Regions from separate parts of the Pelodiscus sinensis genome. Here region 2 is linked to region 1. Evidence: chromatin contacts called from public Hi-C data. All regions are on one chromosome and are shown on one strand. The core of a region is the stretch at or near the end of the contact, and the rest is flanking DNA. Distances in the headings are between cores, read along the strand shown. Region 1 holds the start of COMMD9 (COMM domain containing 9). Region 2 holds the start of TRAF6 (TNF receptor associated factor 6).

The links. Hi-C and Micro-C count contacts between places; a contact is called where the count stands out from the background.
Region 2: a contact with region 1 is called in a Hi-C map of an unstated tissue, with 7 times the contacts expected there. The contact joins the promoter of TRAF6 here to the promoter of COMMD9 in region 1. A contact is called at or near these places in 3 of 5 Hi-C or Micro-C datasets (blood, liver and an unstated tissue).

What each region holds. Positions count from the first base shown.
Region 1 is chr4:76,462,292-76,466,940 of ASM4963464v1, reverse strand. It overlaps COMMD9 (COMM domain containing 9), which reads left to right and starts at 1,914. Exons shown (of 7, transcript XM_075927501.1): 1 at 1,914-2,032. All of the region lies in intron 1 of LOC142829161 (a long non-coding RNA gene), which reads right to left.
Region 2 is chr4:76,618,555-76,623,225 of ASM4963464v1, reverse strand. It overlaps TRAF6 (TNF receptor associated factor 6), which reads left to right and starts at 2,095. Exons shown (of 7, transcript XM_075927505.1): 1 at 2,095-2,244.

The DNA.
Region 1 (4,649 bases), core at 665-3,164:
CGTGGTTTGGCAAATTCTCTGGTTTGGCCCCGGTCAAATCCCGAGGGTGCCAGACGAGAGAGATTCAATCCATAATCGTACATTTACCCGGCATTACTTGGACCATTCACTCAAAAATGTTTTTGAAAATAAAAGAAAAATGTACATGCTTTATTTAAATTATTGGAAAATTACAGTATTATTATATTAAGTTAATGTTTATTTCAGATTTCTTGTAAAAAGGAATTGTTAATTTTTTCCTCCCTAAAGGGTGCCAGGGTGTGTGTTGGAGACTTGGGGCTAGAGCAATCCAGAGGAGATGGGGAGAGGAAGGTGGTCCCTTTCACCTTCCTGGTGATTCTGTTTCTTTTCTGTATGATTTTATGAGAAGCACTCCCATTCTAGGCACATCCCATTGTCCTGGCACCACCAAACCCCCCACCTAGCTTTAAGTTGTGATAAGAGGAAGCTCTATACCAAAGTTGGTGATCCTAGCTCTTACTGTTTAGGAGGAAAGCTTCAGGGAGTAGCCGAGTTAGTCTGTACAGGAGAAACTTAAAAAACAACAAATGGTCTGGTAGCACTTTAAAGACTAACAAAACATGTAGATGGTATCATGAGCTTTTGAGGGCACAGCCCACTTCTTCAGATGACTGGAGACCAAACCCACAGTCAGATGCTCTTAAAGATATAGTCGATTAAAAGAAATTTTGAAATATAGAAAGGGGGTGGAGGGTTGTCTGCCACTTCTATCCTTACAGAAGAGAACAAAACTAGCCAAATTGAGTATCCGCCCAAGTATGATTTTGTATCGTTAGACTACTGTCTTTCAAGGTCTCTCCCTTGTTTTTACTGGAATAAATAGGTTTATCGTGTAATTTCTATGGAATATACTTTAAGAGGTTACCCACACTCTTAAGAGAAAATCCAATCAAATCTTTGTATCTATATGGGACACTGTACAATGTGTTAAGACCTGTTTGTTACAACATCCAGTCTTTACTATTTTTTTTCTCATACCTCTATGGGGTAACCAGTGCATCAGAGTGAAGGCCAACTTCTTGCTTAAAATATGTGGATATAAAAAGGATAACAAAAATTAAAGATATAATGGTAGACTGGTCTCCTTCAATTACATGTGTAACAAATATCAGCTACTACTACCATCTCACAGTTCCTTCTTTCAAAGGCTATGAAAGGGTAACGAACAATGGATCTGTTTCAACCCTCACCTCTAGAAGAACTCATAAAGAAATGTGGGAACACAAAAGTCATCTTGTAGGAATTATGTGTAAGTGGCTCAATGCTTTGCATTATCCTCTCAAATCTCCGTATCAAAGACAAATGGGGAAAAGAACTTAGCCTTATTATTATAACAGAAACCTGGAAGATATCTGGCTTAGGCTCCATCTAAACTAAAAGAAAAAGGGTTTTTTTTTTCTAAAAAATGGCCCAGTCTACACTATGGGTTTTTTTTTTGCAAAAACCTCTTCCGCAAAAAGGATCAGAAGAGAATATGCGAATGAGAGTGCGAGATTTGCAAATGAGCATTTCCTCTTCTGCAAAAAACAAACAGTATAGACGGAACCTTAATGTGAAAGAGATTTGTTCTTTCAGTTACTACTGGATTCCAGAACATTTGTTTAAAGCTAGATTAACAACACAATGAATGCTAGAGATACAAACAACCACATGCCAGCCTTTCACACATCCTCTAAACCCGACTAAAAATGCACATTCTTCAGGAACACCATAGTCAGTGCACGCTCAAAAACCTTAAGTTTCCTTCTCCAAGCTTGTGTATTTTTGGGTTGCTGAATGAGCTGTTATTACTAGTTAACATTGAGAAATGGATTGTAACTCTTTTAGTACCCTCCCCCCCATTTTTTTTTTTTTTATATAAAATGGAACTTTGCAGTTCCTCCCTCAGACCCAGACTACCACAGCAAGTTGTCTACTACTTCATTAATGGAAAATATGTCTCTCCACTAGAAACACTTGGTAAAAGATGAGTGCGTCTGATCACACGTGAAATGATTACATGCTTCTGCAGGTTAGTGTATAATAGTCTCTGATTGTCAGAGGTTATGCTTTCATGTATGTAGCTACTTAGTTGCTTAACTTATGCCCTGCATGACCTCTGTGGGTCCAGGATTTTTTGTTTGGTGAAGTTTTGCTTTATTTTTCCAAGTGTTATAAATAATGAACATTGAATTTTGTAATTTAGATGGCATTTCCTTCTTGCACATATGCTTTGTTTTATGTCTTTAAATTTTATATGAAATAAAAAAATAAGTTTTTTAAAAAAATAAGTGAATGGAAGCTTTACCATGTGCTTTATTATTTGCAAAACTGTAGAGTGTAGGAGCTCCAGTCATGGATCAGAATTTCATAGTGTTAGTCACTATATAAACCCAGAACAAAAAGACAGTTTGTGCCCCAAAGAGTGTAAGATTAAGCTTTAAGTAGTAATACTTTTAAATAATTAAAAATAGCAGCAACAACAAGGGATTGGATGATTCAAGGAGTTGATTGTTAATGGGATATGGATCATTTCATCTCAGCATTTAGATTACCCTGTTTAAATCTAGGCTAGGTCACTGGCAAAGAAGAGATTTTATGTTGGTGTTTGGAGACCCATGCAAAGTGAGCAGGTGGAACTCCATGTTCTGATCACTAGCCATGAAGCTATTGCAATGTCAGGTGTTCACTTAGTGCCTGGGGGGGCAATCTGAGAGGGGAAGTCAAGGATAAAATGAACTCAGACTCTGAATTACCTACTCTCCCCTGGAGGTTAGGATTGAATTTATTTGTTTGTTGGTGGGAGGAAATGATATACTTGCTCTTCTATAGCCCTTGATGCCACCTTTCACCAGAGCTACATTTATTACAAAAACAGACAAAATAGGATAAAGTGATTGAAAACTGGGTCAGGCAGCACCCCTAATTCAACACATGGTCTGCACTGCTGTATGAATTTATCCGCTATTGATACTAAGAATGCAGTATTGCAGAAGGTATATTCCACAGCTTGCTTTAGGACCGTGGTGTCCAACCAGTTTGTAAGCAAACTAGCCATACTCAACCGGCCAAATAGCCACATTTGGCTAGTGTGTTGGACACCACAGCTTTAGCGAATAACACCATGGAGTTTCACTCTTTGGCCCTTCTTTAACTGCATGGGACATTCCCGGTTGCTTCTTAGGAAGAACCAGCATTTAAATGGGCTTTTGTTGTGATGCTTGGTGACACCTAGTGGTTAAAGAGGGGAGGTGCAATGGATAATAAATAATGGGGGTCCATGGGTTGGGAGAGAGGAAAGGAGGCAAAAGAATCAGCAGACTATCACAGGACTTTATATTTATAGGCTATGCTGCCACATATCTTGGTTTGTGTCCAGTGGCTGCAGACAAATGCAAAAGGCTGTGATATGACAAGCCTTTGTAATGAAAGCAGAACAAACCAGTTTGTTTTTATAGAATTCACTATATTCCCCCCAGCCTCTTGAAGTTTCACTCAATTCTAATGCTGAAGGTTGTAATCCAGGGTTCTGAAAGGATCAGAATGTCTCTTTGGCTCTGTCTACTCTGGGAAACTGATCTCGTGACAACAATGGGTTCCAAAATGGGCTTTCCACAAATGGCCTTGATGACAAATTAACTGACAGTATAGGTGGGGAAAGGAACCATTCCAATGCCATTGCAGAAGGCATGACTGAGACTTAGGCCAGGTATACACTCATACGGAACGTCAAAACAAGATACACAACTCCAGCAACGTTAGTTACGTAGCTGGAGTAGACATATCTTGTTTCATGTTTCCCTGCCATCCCCATAGCAGGAGGATGCTATAGTCTGTATTACAATGGGAGTAAATGGTCCCTTCGGATTCCTTTACTCCTTGCACAAGCAACAGTACTGGCAGCTGGCAGGGGTGCCCTCTGGGTTTGATTTAGCAAGTCTGAACTAGACTAGCTGAATCGAACTCCAGAAGATTGATTGCAACAGCATTACTCTTCCATCTATTGAAGACATGGCTTTACCGTTAGACTGTTTTAATACCAGTCTAAGGCAGCAGTGGGGCTGTGTTGAAACTGCCTTGTCACTAAAAAGCTGCATAGCTTATATACCCTAAATAGAACCACAATCCAGGTCCTTCTCTGTGAACTCAAAAAGGAGAGTAGAAAGGTTGTTAGGATGAGATATGTTTAATGATTAGCGATGGGGCATAAACTATAGATAAAAACATGTCTTGTCAACACAGAGCCCAGGTCTCCATTACCCTGCACCTTGGTTTACTCATTTATAGCAGTGCAAAGTAGGAAGACAATTCTACCACTCAGACTTATATGGCAAGGTCCTCACCCAGGCCCCTTGCCTTGGGACCCCTTCTTGGGTCACAAACCAACTGGTGACCCTTTCTTGTGCAGTCATCAGTACCAATTTACCACCACCATCCGTTTACAGAGAGCTGGTTTTCCTAGCACCTTCTGGCTTGGCTGCACACTCAGTCACCTGGCTCCTCCCTCTTTCACTTCCCCTCTGGCTGCCTTATATAGCCCTCTGGCTAACGAGGCCCATAGTTGCTTCCATTAGCCCTTTAGGCCTGGGCTTGCTCAGCTGTCTGAAACTGGCCTTTTGAGCCAGGCTGTAGTGGCAGAGCTCTGGTTT
Region 2 (4,671 bases), core at 846-3,345, 160 kb before region 1:
AACTCCTGTGACCACTGACAGTGGAAGGAGTAGGAGAAAAAAATCATTCCGACTCAATTACACAGTTGTAAAAGTATCTCTGAATTGGTTGCAGATTTTTGAAATCCAAAATTTTAACTAGCGTTACCATATTTGAATTTTCAAAAAAGATGCAAGTGAAATTTCAAATGTTAACAAAAAGGACAACTGTTGGATGGAAATTTGTGTTTACTGCCAATGTTGATCACCTCTATGCTATGGACCTACAAAGCCAACTCCTTTCCTCAAGGCCAAACTTCTTAAGGGAAAGCTGGAAATTGAAATGTATAGCAGCTTTTTGGTCATTTTTGCAAATTTTATTCTCCTGTTTGGAAGATTAAGACTTTCCAGTCTTCAGTTTTACCAGATACCCTTAATGGGGCAGAAATATGCAGAAACCTTACATGCCTCTTGGGTGCATGCTAATAACAAAGTCTAAATCTTGATGATCCCATGAAGTCCAAAGGCTGGTAACTCTTTGGACGTGGAGTCCCTATTTAACAAATATTGATGGCTACTGTTCGGTATTTGATCAGAGAGAGAGAAAATGGAGAGCTCCCCTCCCTACTAATTCCTTTCTGGCTCCCTAACTGCCCCCTGCAATTTCAACTGAACACTCTATTCTTCTCTACTTCTTGTCCTGAACTGTTGTAGCGTTTGCATCCTATACACAGTTTGAGGCAATATATAAAATGCACATGATATTAATTCCAAAGCAAGAGGAGATTAATGAAAAATGATAGCTTCTAAAAATAACCTCTCCGCCTAGAAAACTGAATATACTCCTCTGGTTTTGCAAACATAAAAGATAATTTAGGGTTTCCTAAGCAGAGCTATTACTAATTCTCACTTGCATTCCCCCTTCCTGAAGTGGCAAGGCAACTTTATGAATCTACCGCAAGATGGCACTGTTGACATATAAACAAGACGCGGGAGTAATTCTAAACAGAACATTTTCATTCAACCAAGCACTCTTAAACAAGGTTAGATAATACTGTGGTGAACCAACAAGCGCCTTGTCTATGGTATCACTTTCCTCTTCCTAGTATAAAATACTTATCAGGTGATTTCTTAATTTCTTGGAAGACTCTTCCTAGTACTGGTGGAGCTGAACCATTTGTACTGCAGGAGTGAAAGTCTGGGGGCGGGAAAGGGGAGCCTACTCACAAAAACTACAGTGAAAAGGAATTTCCCAGTTGCCCACCCAAAAAATATAGCTGCAAAAAAGTACTTTCAAAAGGAAGTGTTCACAAATTCTTGAGATAATTGCTGTCAACATTTTGGTCAGTGGGGATACCTAATACAGAGGGCAGTTAATCACATTGGAATATGTTAGCTATGTGGTCGGATGAGAATAGAAGCACTGACCACTGTAACACATACCTTTACATAGAATATTTCATACTAAGGTCACAACACACTTTTAGAACATTACTATAAAAAGCAGGAGCACTTTTCTATTCAGATTCCTGTGCACAATGACCATCGTTGTGCACCAAAGGCCCCATTCTACAAAGAATTACTTGGAAACCAATGGAATTGCACATCTGCTTAAAATAAAGCATATATGTGTTTGAAGTAATTGGGCCAAAAATAACCAAGTGTTTGTACAGGTGTCTCTTTTGCAACCTACAGCTGTGTGACTCCATGTAGAAATGTAAGCATGCAGCGGCATAGGTGTTTCTGTGTGAACACACGACCCTTTAAAAAAGAAAATAGGAGCTAATTCGTTCATCAGAAAGTGTTTTATATCCCCCTGCTACAGCACGAGGAAAGGAGATACAGAGTGGGGGAGGCCCAGGTGCCCAAAGGGGAGTGAAGTGTCATTCCAATGAGGGTTGAAACACCTCCTTGCAGGCGCCCTGCCAGCTGCTGCACTCCTCAGCCTCGATGCACGGGGAGAATGAGGCAAGAGAGCTGCAGATGGGCCGGCCGGAAACCAACTATACTGGCTAGGCTGAAACGACAAGGGATCGCTAGAGGCTGCAGGTGGCGGGCAGCAGCCGGCTGCAAGGGGAGGCTCAGGCAGAGCAGGGACTCCTGCACAGCAGCCTCTAGCGCCCCAAGCGGGGCGCTGCTACTGCGCGGGCTGGTAAGAGCCGGCGGAAGCCGCAGGGAGCGCTGTGTGGTGACGTCTCTTCCCTCCGGGTCCCTCTTGGCCGCGGCGCCCGCTCCTCCTCCGGAAGTGGCTGGGGCAGCAGCTGGAGGTGGCGGCTCGGCTGGAGGGTGAGTGTTCGGGCGGGGGCCCTGGAACCCACCCGCGCCTCCCCCAACCCCAGCGACCTGGGCGGCTCCCCGCCCTGACGCGGGTTCGGTTCCCAGCTCCGGCGCCCGCTGCGGTGTGTGGGCCTGGGCTCCCCGGCTAGGAAAGGGGCCGCGGCGTCTCCCGAGCGGGGGCCTGGGTTCCGGGCTGGAGCCCTGCGCGGGGCGCCGGCGGGAGGGAGAGCTGGAGCTCGCCCGGGCTGGCTTGTCCTTAAGCGCGGCCCGCAGCTCGGGGTTCCTCTTGGGCGGGGCGCGGGGGGAATCCCGGCCGGTGACGAGCCGCGGGGATGAACACTGAGAAGCCGCCCGCTCTGGTTAACTTGGAGAAGAGACGCCGTCGGGTGCCTCGGTCGCAGCCAGTGAGTCCCTGTGCGCGGGGCCAGGGGTGAGCGTGGGGGCCAGGCAGGGAGAGGGACACCCCGGGCCAGTGGCTACGGCAGCTTGGCACTTGCTGCAGCCGGAACTTCCTTCCCGTCTGGAGTTGTCATCACTTTTCGTTATCGTCGGGCACAAATGAGCAGCCGCGGGGAGGATGCCTGCTCCCACGCTGGCAGCCTGTAAACTACAATTTGATGTTTAGAAAGATCGTCCCTAGGAATTATTTTGAGGAACTCCTGTGTTCTCTAGATGGTCAGACTAGAGGACCGCCAATGGCCCTTTCTCCGGTCTTGGCTTCTCTGAAACAATATGATTTTTTTTCTCCCTTGAATGGTGACCCAGGCCTTAGTCTGATCTGTGTTTATAGACGTGGTGAGCCAGAGTCTTCTCTCGCACTTCAGAGCAAGCCCCAATGAGATTAAGATTGTATTGCTCTGCCTGAGAGGAATATTTCTGATTAGTAGATCCTTTTCCCAGATATCCAGATGGACTTCTTTTCATGCACTCTAATGGCTTGAGTGAAGAACTAGCTGTAAAAATCCTTGAGTTCTAAATCGAATTCTGTCAGAATCCTTGTATAGTCTTGGACAGATCACTTGATCTCCATCTGTTTCCATTTTCCTGTCAGTGAAATGGAGATAATAGCTGCTTTAAGTGCTTTTAGAAATGAGATCTGAGGGAGCATGTAACTTGCTTTCAAGAATGGTAGTTGCTTGATTACAGGTATTTGATAATTGTATCAAAATGTATTTACTTTCCTTACTAAATACAGTAGCTTGAAGGGTTTTTATTTGGGGTAAATTCATGGGATAGATACTGTGTATTTTCTCACTTGAAGCTGATCACTGTTGCCTTCTATTAGTTTTCTAATGCCAATGTTGGCTTTTAAAATGAGTATTCTGCACTTGTTTGGTGCTTTGAGAATAGAAACTGGTGGTAGATTCTCTTTTGAGCTTTCTCTCTATCTTTTCATCTGTTAAACTATGACCAGGCTTTAATACAGGGTTAGTATTTTTCTGACATTCATGGGATCAGTATTCAAAAAGAGTCTGACCACATGCGAGTTTGCAGTTCTCAGTGTTTGATGCGAGGATTAATATTGGTGGTGTGGGGAGGGGAAAGGAAACACTACCTAGTATAAATGTCTTAACTTATTACACAGATGGAGAGGAATAAGAGGTATGGGTGCAATAACTCTAGTTTCATTTAATATAGTCTGCTTTAAACAAGGTAATTATGACTCTAGATTTGAGGCAAGAAAGCTGAAAACCTGATCAGATTGCAATCTAACCTGATTTGACAGTCACTGTTTAAGATGACTGGACACCTTCCCCCTATTAAGTGATAGTCTGTAATTCATAGACACGTAAGGTGTTCATAACACATATTAAAAGTGATTAAGAATGAAGCCACCTTGTCAGAGGCTAGGTATGTCTCTGACAAATGTTTAGCGCTTCACAGCTGTCAGCCAACAGTCAGGGCAGTGAGTCCCTTGTGACCGGCTGAAGTTCTTTTAAATTGTGCTTGGTTCTGTTACAGCAACTGAAGGAGTCAGGTTAAAGCTTAAACAGTTACTATTTTATTGTTACAGGGTAAACTTAGTTGTTAAATGCTGCTGCTGTGTTACAGATAACACAGCCACTACAAAGGACAGGACAGAAATTACACTAAGAAGTCACTTATAGGTACCATGAAACCCTTTTGGTTCTCTGAGCTCTTATTAAATGCATGCAAATAGATACCTAGCAAGTATATATTCTCACCCCTGCATTCCAGACTTGGCGTGGCCAGCGTCTTTCTCTCAATCCCTCGGGAAGAAGTAGGGCGATGTTGGGCGTCCCACAGACCTCGGGAGACAATCAATACCTGCCAGCAGCTATAGATAATTGGAGCTCAAATGGGGTGGGCTACTATATCCCTCTTTATACCCCTTGGCTCATGTAGGCTTCTTCCTGGTCTCAAGTGGCCAATTAGGAAAAATGGCTTTGAATGCCAAGTTTCCCACTAAGGGTG